Regions from separate parts of the Mus musculus genome. Here region 2 is linked to region 1. The links are chromatin contacts, called in public Micro-C maps. All regions are on one chromosome and are shown on one strand. The core of a region is the stretch at or near the end of the contact, and the rest is flanking DNA. Distances in the headings are between cores, read along the strand shown.

Evidence for each region. Hi-C and Micro-C count contacts between places; a contact is called where the count stands out from the background.
Region 2: a contact with region 1 is called in a Micro-C map of trophoblast stem cells, with 6 times the contacts expected there. The contact joins two enhancer-like sites. A contact is called at or near these places in 1 of 15 datasets of contacts at CTCF or cohesin (the NIH/3T3 cell line), 18 of 484 Hi-C or Micro-C datasets (the AtT-20 cell line, the G1E-ER4 cell line, Sertoli cells and 6 more), 2 of 115 datasets of contacts at active chromatin or transcription factors (embryonic stem cells and trophoblast stem cells) and 1 of 9 other capture datasets (embryonic stem cells).

The regions. Positions count from the first base shown.
Region 1 is chr15:51,913,256-51,917,186 of GRCm38.p6, reverse strand. The region is part of intron 1 of Gm34678 (a long non-coding RNA gene); the gene reads left to right. Among named protein-coding and RNA genes, the nearest start is that of Gm34678, 3.2 kb to the left of the region's middle. Within about 2 kb of position 2,571, at least 6 of the 459 cell types and tissues checked have an H3K27ac peak or open chromatin away from gene starts, as enhancers often do. A contact at or near this core is called in extraembryonic ectoderm and trophoblast stem cells, where this site is marked.
Region 2 is chr15:51,950,771-51,955,129 of GRCm38.p6, reverse strand. No RefSeq gene overlaps it. Among named protein-coding and RNA genes, the nearest start is that of Gm34678, 34 kb to the right of the region's middle. Within about 2 kb of position 2,554, at least 49 of the 459 cell types and tissues checked have an H3K27ac peak or open chromatin away from gene starts, as enhancers often do. A contact at or near this core is called in extraembryonic ectoderm and trophoblast stem cells, where this site is marked.

The DNA of each region.
Region 1 (3,931 bases), core at 1,322-3,821:
AAATAAAACACTGACGCTTCCTGGGGAACCTGAAGATGCCTGCTCATGACTCCAGCCTTCTGTGAGCACAGGCAGGGCACCAGCTTGAGGCCAGCCTGGGCCAAAAAAATATGTCTCAAGAAAAAGATGGATTCCTTTGTAGTGCTTTGAAGGAAAAAGTCCCTCATTGGTTCAAATGTGTGAATACTTGCTCCGCAGAGGTAATTCACAGAGTAGGTTTAGAAAGTGTGGCCTCGCAGAAGGAAGTATGTCACGGGGGTTGGGGGTGTGGGGAGGGTGGGGGTGGATTTCAAAAGGCTCACACCATTCCCAGCTTACTCTCTCAGCTTCAGGCTTGTGGGTTAAGATATGAGCTCTCACCTTGCTGTTCCTGCTGCCGTCTCTCCCCCCTCACACATACGATGACGACCTCTTATCCCTCAGAAACTGTGATTCCAAATAAGTTTTTCTTGTATAAGTTGCCTTGATCACGATGTTTTATCACAGCAGTAAAAAAGTAACCAATGCCGATTTCCTCCATTGTCACTGTAAGAAGTATTACTGAATGTATCTCTGTGTGTGAGTGATTATTAAATTATCTTCAGACCTGCTTGAAATGTCTACTCCCCATACAGCTTTCTCTAAGCTCCCGAGAAGATGACTTAAAAAAAACATGTAAGGAAATAAATGTATTTACTTATCTACAGTATCTTGCCAAACCTAGTGAGAGGAAGGCCGCATATTCTACAATCAAAGGGCTTTGTGGGTGGTAGGAGTTTTATCACAACACTAATCTCAGTGTAATAAAATTCACTCTTTACATATCTGCTTTCCCAAGTGCATCACAAATGCCATGAGGGGAGGCTGTAACTTACTCATTAATGACTCCCAATCCATGTAGGTGTTCAGAAAAATGAATATAGACACACATACCTGAACAGACTCCATGTGGGCATCAGCCTTCAAAATAATACCCTGGGAAAGAGGATGTTTGTTGTACTGCTGAAACTCTCTATAATTCCCAATTTTAAAAATAATATCTTCAAACAAGTTTCCAAAGCACACAAGAGCACAAGAAATATTATTGTATTTCCCTGTTCCCTTTCCTCTTCGAAGAGTCTATTCTCTAAAAAGTTTCTTATGGCTAAGTGCACCCAAGAATCGTAAGTCACCACCCTCAAGGTACAAATGCTGTCTCGATGCCTCCCTGTATTTTAATCCCGTGAAGCCACAGTGATTCCACTCTGCCCCTCAGGCCCCTTCTGTCGCAAGCTCCTTTGATTTTGAGATCATTTTTGTATGATTCTGGATCATTCCTATCTGTGGCTTTTAAAGAGCCCTTCATACAACTGCAAAACAGCTGCCTTCCCTTTTCCCTACATTGTAGTCAACACTTAGAATTCATGGATTTTACATCCTATCTATCTGCCTTTCATCTATCTATCTATCTATCTATCTATCTATCTATCATTTATCTACTTATCTGTAGGAGATGTAGTATGACAAGATTTTTTTCCTGAGGAGATACAATATGCATGTCTCCTCATCCCAGACACTGAGTCCACAATAGGCCAAAGTATGGATACCACCTGAAGTGATTGTATTGTGAAGGTATTGGCTTGGGACCTCCAAGACAAAGTTCTCAACCCAAAGGAGATTTATTTCCTGAGAAGGACAAAGGACAGGGAATAAGAGACAAGGACAGGAGGTAGAGGACAAGGGAGAAGAGGAAGGGAATGGGGGGGGGGGAAGCAGAGGACAAGGGAGAAGAGGAAGGGAATGGGGGGGCAGAGGACAAGGGAGAAGAGGAAGGGAATGCGGGGGGCAGAGGACAAGGGAGAAGAGGAAGGGAATGAGGAAGGGGGCAGGGTTATTTGTTCTGGAGTGGGACAAAGGATTGCCTATGGATAGAGAAACACAGACATGGCACATAGGAAAATAGCAGTTTATAAAGGTAAAAGAGGAAACCCCATGCTAAGATGAGGTGTTTAATCTTGATTGGGCATGTTAATTAGGTAAGTCAAAGGTGGATTTGCTTGCAAGTCTCCAATACTTTGATAGATAGACCTTGGTAGTCAGCCTCAAGGAGAGAAAGTGGCCAAATAAGGGAATGAACTGTGGTGGGTTTAGCTTTAGGAATTTAATCTAGGGGCTGGAGAGATGGCTTAGTGGTTAAGAGCACTGACTCTTCTTCCAGAGGTACTGAGTTCAAATCCCAGTGTGGCTCTCAACCATCTGTAATGGGATCCGATGCCCTCTTCTTGTGCATCTGAAGACAGCTACAGTGTACTCATATACATAGAATAAATAAAAATTTTAAGGAGTTTAATCTAACAATTTTTAGCAAGGCAGGAGGGGTTGGGGAGAAGGTCAAGGCCTGCCAGAGCCATATTTGCCATGCTCGGGCTAGCTGGAGTCCCTGCATCACCGAAGTCCAATTTGGCGAACCAATGAGAGTTCTGAGGGTTACTTACAGGAATGTAGGTGAAGGGTGACTAACAGCATCAAAAATGACTCAAAGACAGCCTCATCACCCAGGCCTACTAGCAAAGGTGACAGCTCACAAAAACCAGAGTGCACTGCACAGCCTGCGGGCAGCTCAACAGGTTGGAGAGTCCCTTTTCCAAGGGAGTCAGTCTGTCTGACTCCTCCAGGCAGCCTGGCTTGTCTCAGAGGGTTCTTTGCAGTTTGACTATATTGCTTCCTCCGAGAGGGAGGGAGCCTAATGAAATCTGGGAGTTTCAGGGACTTCCTGAAACTATTTTGAGGTGTTACCCTCTGGCTTAAGGATCTTCCCTACAGGATGAAATGTTTCAACCTAGGAGGAAATGTAGCGGGAAATATTTAAAAAGCCACCATCCCGAGCTAGCGCCAGCTACTCTCTGGCCCCCGTGATCTCACTGCCTTCATGGCTAGCCCCATGCAGCGACCACCTATCTTGTGGTTCTCTTGCTGTGGATTCTGCTCCCATTCCCTGTGGTTAGCAGTCACAAATCCCAGGAACCTGGTAAAATCAAAACTCTAAAGGCTTTTAAAATATCAGTCAGATTGATATTAGTAAATTCTCAACCCACAAAACACCCGCACAATGAACTCACAACTCAATTGATATAAACACAAGCTACACACCTAGATGGGGTAGATGCATCCGAATTATTAGTTAGTTAGTCATCTATCTAAGAAATCCCCAACACTTATGGCTCCCAGGACTGTGTGGGTCCAGCTCCTCTTCCTCTCCTTTAGGTTCCATCTTATCTCTTCCTCTCCTTCCCTTCTCCTCTCCTCTCTGTCCCTCTGTCCTAGACTCTAAAATTCTCAGTCCCCTTCTTTTTCCACTGCCCAATCACGGGCTCTCACTTTGTCTTGTACCTACCCTCGCTGCATATAGGCAGCCATCCACAAAGAAACTGACACACAACAAGCATACATTTCCTTCCGTCATTCGAGGCCTAGAGTTTGAACTCAGGTCCTTAGGGTAGGAAGCAGTCACCTTTACTATCAGCTAGTGGGCCCAGCATTCATCTTTTAAATAAAAGCCTCTCTAACCATTGCGGGGTGATATCTTATGGTTGTCTTCATTTGCCTTTGCCTAAGGATTAGTGATGTGCCAGCTGGCCATCTGAATAAATGCCATTTCGTATGCTTTGTCCATCCATAAAGTTTTGTGTCTTATCTTCTATGTATGCGTGTTTTGTCTGCGTGTATATAAACGCATCGTGGATGTACCTTGTACCCAAGGAAGCCAGGGGGGGGGGGGCTTCAGATCTTCTGTAACTGGAATTACTTAAGGTTGTGAACCGCCATGTGGGAGTTGGGAATAGAAATCTGATCCTTTAGAAGAGCACCCAGCGCTCTTAATTACTGAGCCATCTCTCCTGCCCACTTTCTGCATTTTTAATGGAATGATTTGTTTTCTTACTGTTGAGTTTTTTAACTAGGTCTGATTATGATT
Region 2 (4,359 bases), core at 1,305-3,804, 38 kb before region 1:
TTCCTACCTGAAGCTGTTTTAAATGTCGAAGAACAAATAAAGTGCAAAGCCTCCATTGGGCTGCTTTCTGGAAGTTTGCAGGCATCTGTGTGGCTTATGCTTGAGAGATAAAGGCATCTTGGGAGAGCACGATTTTGCTGGTTGACAACAGTCCCTGACCAGACATAAGTTGAGGCTCTCTGGTCCTGTTTCTGGACTACTTTGAGCCAGCATTCGGATAATATGGTATTTCACATAGAGCCCTTGATGCCTTAGAAGACTGTTTTTGAAAAGTAACTGCAAAGTAAGTGTGTTGGTGCAGCTCTGTAAACCCAGAACTTGGGAAGACTGAAATTTAAGGTCAACTGAGAAAATACAGCAAGCTCTTGTATTAACGTTCCTTGGGACTGATGAGATAGTTCAGTGGGTAAAGCACATGGACTGTATAAGCCTGATGAGCTTGGGTTCTTCCCCTAGAACCTGCATGAAGGAAGAAGAGAATCGGCTCCTGCAAGTCATCCGCTGACAGGCACCTTATACACAAAAAATATACACATGAGGATAAATGTTCAACAAAGGTAATGATATCGCATGGAGGTTGCTCCAACTATTCTAAAGGCCACCAAGTTGACAATGAATGTTGGCCATCATGTCTCCTTTCAGATTTCACGCCTGAACACTGTTACACTGGGACTTTCCCAGTCACCGATTCCGGAGCCCACGTTCAAAACATTGCACTGACTCTTTCCAGTGTGAAGCAAGATACAATTTTATGAATTTGTTAGGGAGTATGAATCAGGAGTGTGATCAACACCTGGAGCTTTCTTTCCTTACTTCATAGGGCCAACACAGTGAATTCATGAGATTCCACACATAACAAACTCTAGAAGGGTTCTTTCCACCTGACTGGCTCTCAGCAGCAGGCGACTTCTGGCTCCCTCTGCCTTCCTCACAAAGGGTTACTGAAGGAGGCTCACTGGGAAGTCAAGGTTGAACCCCAAAAGGACATCCTCAAGGATGATGATCCACAAGCATCAAACCAGTGGCTTAGTGATCTGAATAAACGAGGGATGCTTTCAAGGGACCAGTAGTTAGTGAGTGCTCCTGAGAAGTCTTGGTGACTAGAGTTATGGCAGAGCTTAGAGACCCATGCATTCTCAAACTGCCCAAAATGATCACTACAGAGGTTTGGGAATAAGTGACGTTATAAGGAATCACAAACCCAGACTTTTACAGTTCCAGGAAAATCAAGCTAAAAATGAACACGAAGACTGTCAGTTCTAGAGGATAAGACCCCAATGCTGAAGACACCCCACACCTTGGTTGCTAGACAGAGGCAAGCTGGAACTGAGCTAGAAAGATCCTCTCTGGGGGTTAGCTTTCAAAGTGCTGGAGGTTGCTAAGCAGACAACTGGGAGGGGAAGGGTACCAGTAGTCTTACCCATCTGTGAATGCTACAAACTATAAAACCAACTGGCCAAGCAAAGAGGTCCCCATCTGTGTCATTGTAGCACAATGGTTATGAGGGTAACCAGTCATCCTCTAAGTGAATTCAGGACCTGCTCCCCAGAAGAACCCGTACTGGTACTGTGAACCTTATCAAGAACTATGCCTAGGGTGGTCATAATGCTCAAGGGAGGGATTTATTACTTTACTAAACTGACTTACGTAAACGTTCTTCTAAATATCTGTTTATATAATGTAGTGTGTGTGTGTGTGTGTGTGTGTGTGTGTGTGTACTTGAGCACACTTTAGCTGTCACTCCTTGAGTAATGTCCACCTTATTTTCTTTGAGATAGTGCCTGTCATTGTCTCAGAATTTGTCCACTAAGCCAGACTAGCTGGCCAGCAAGCCCTAGGGTTTACCTATCTCTTCTTCCCTAGTACTGAAAGTATTTTACAACTGAGTTATCACCACAACCTGAAATTTCCAAATATACTGAAGTCATGTGATTTTTATCTGAAAGGGATGAACCTTATAAATAGAACACATAAAAATTAAGTGAGTACTGGTTTGCGGTGTCTTCAGTGAATGTATACATTCATCTCATCCTATAGCTGGAGGCAGTAGAACTAACATTGCCTCTGGAGGTAGGCATACCAGACTCCCAGCTCATGTCTCAAAACTATCTGGAGCTAAGATGGCTTTTGAAAAAAAAACAAAAAACAAAAAAAAAGTGTGTGTGTGTGTGTGTGTGTGTGTGTGTGTGTGTGTGTGTGTTTGTGTAAAACTTAGGAAAGAAATGGTTGATTTGGCTTACAGTTCCAGATTACAGTCAGTCACTGGATGAAAGTCAGGATAGGAACTTCAAACAGCTAGTCACATCCACAGTCAAAAGCAGACAGAAATAAATGCATGAATTCTTCCTTGTTTGGTTGCTTACTGCTCAGCAGGACTTTTATATACCTTTATTTGATTCCAGAGCAACCTTGCCTAAGGAATGTGCCACCCGCAGTGGGCTGGGTCTTCTTACTTCAGTTGACTTAATTAAGGCAGTCCCTATAGACAAGTCCACATACCAATCCGATACAGTCACTTCCTCACTGAGACTCACTTCCCCATGACTCTTAAGTCATTTCAAGTTGAAAACGAAACCTAACCGTCACCGTGCACCTTTACCCACTGAGCTGTCTTCGTGGCCATCAGATACTCTTATATGTCAGATGGGAACAAGAAAACCTGATGTCCACCGTTACTTGTGCTCACAATTAAGTAATTACAAGAAAGCACTTGGGAAACCATAAATGCTGGTTTTTTTATGCTAAGTTAAAGCAAAAAGTAGCAACACGTGCAGCAAAAATTCCTCAGCTAACAAAAACAAAAACCAAAGTTTTGCTCATTGGGTTTATCTTAAAGAAAGAGTTCTGGGTCAGAGAGTATTGGTCTCAAAGAATGGCAAGATCAGAGACTTCAACTCCAAGTGACCTTTGCTTTGGATTTGATTTTGTGTCCTGTTTTGTCAAGAGTGAAAACTGATAGCTTGTCTCAGCAGGGGTTGGCAAGGCCAGGATGCTGGAGCCTAGCAGTCTCCTGGCTTCATCACCTGCCCCAGCTGGAGAGGGTGCGGATGAAGAAGGGGGATCGGGAGGGCAGAGGCAGGAACCAGTGAGATGATACAGCCCTTGTGCCCTGAATATAATGCGTTCCAACCCAGAGGTTGGATGGTGCTGATTAAATGAAAGTAGCCCCAAGCAGGAATGTCAGCCGGGAAACCGTTTCCTTTGTGTGGGAAGTCATCTTGGCATGGTCTCATCAGGAAAGGAGAGCTGCTTTGGCCTGCAGGCAGTGAAGCCTTGCAGAGACCTATCTGCCCTCAAATCTAGTGAGCTCGTTCCTGATGGAAGCCATCGAGTCAGAACTGCAGGATTCCTGCAGTTCACTGGGCTTGAAATGTGTACAGAAGGTCAGATTTTCTGAGAGTCAGGTTACGCCCGGGGTCATCCAGCTGCGGTGGAGCTGGAAGTAAAAAAAAAACAAAAAAAACAAAAAAAAAAACAAAAACAGGAAGTGCTTTATGGCTACCCAGTCTCTTCTTAAGATGCCTCCAACCAGGCGTCTATTTTATCACTTTAGCCATTGAAAAGACTGATCCTCAAAACCATGCTTATTCAAAGTTAGAAGGTACGTGACAAAGAAAATTAATTTTGTTGAAATATAGTTAATCAACTATTTTAAACATGCTTATTTTAAAGAATAATGCTTCTTATTAATGAATTTAAATAGCAAGACCTGGCACTATGTTAATCTCAGCCATAATTCTTAATGTGACTATGAATACTGAACAGCAGAAACTGTACACCTGTCCCCTTTTAGTATCTAGAGAATAAGATGGAAACGTGTGTGCTTTCTTCTAGGTGACGAGGCCACTGGCTCTCCTGCTGACACTCTAATGGTTGGCTGCCTGCCTGTGTGGATAATGGCAGGGGATGCTGCTTTCCAATTAGGAGTTGATAAGGATGATATTCCTTTGCCTTCATGTGGGGAGATCCCTTGAGAGTCTGACTTCAAATGAAACTCTATCCTGAGACGGAGGGAAACTAATTCATTTGATTCACCTCCATGACCCACCCCAAATAATCCATCGATAAAAGTCTTAAATAATGTGGCTCATCTCATCCCTCAGCTTGGGAAGCTTAAAATGTGTTAATCGTTGGTCAAAACATTTGTAAATAAAATGAATCTTGTCTAAACACATAATACTGCACTTAACAAACTACTGAGAAACTTCACGCTGGGCATTCTTACTGTTTTCCCTAACCACTCTAGAATGAGTACTAATTCTAAACAAAGTGAAGACATACAAATTAGAGACAAGAAAGGATTTATTTAAAAAAAAAAGATGCCAATTTTTATAACATAAAGAATTCTTAGAGATGGAA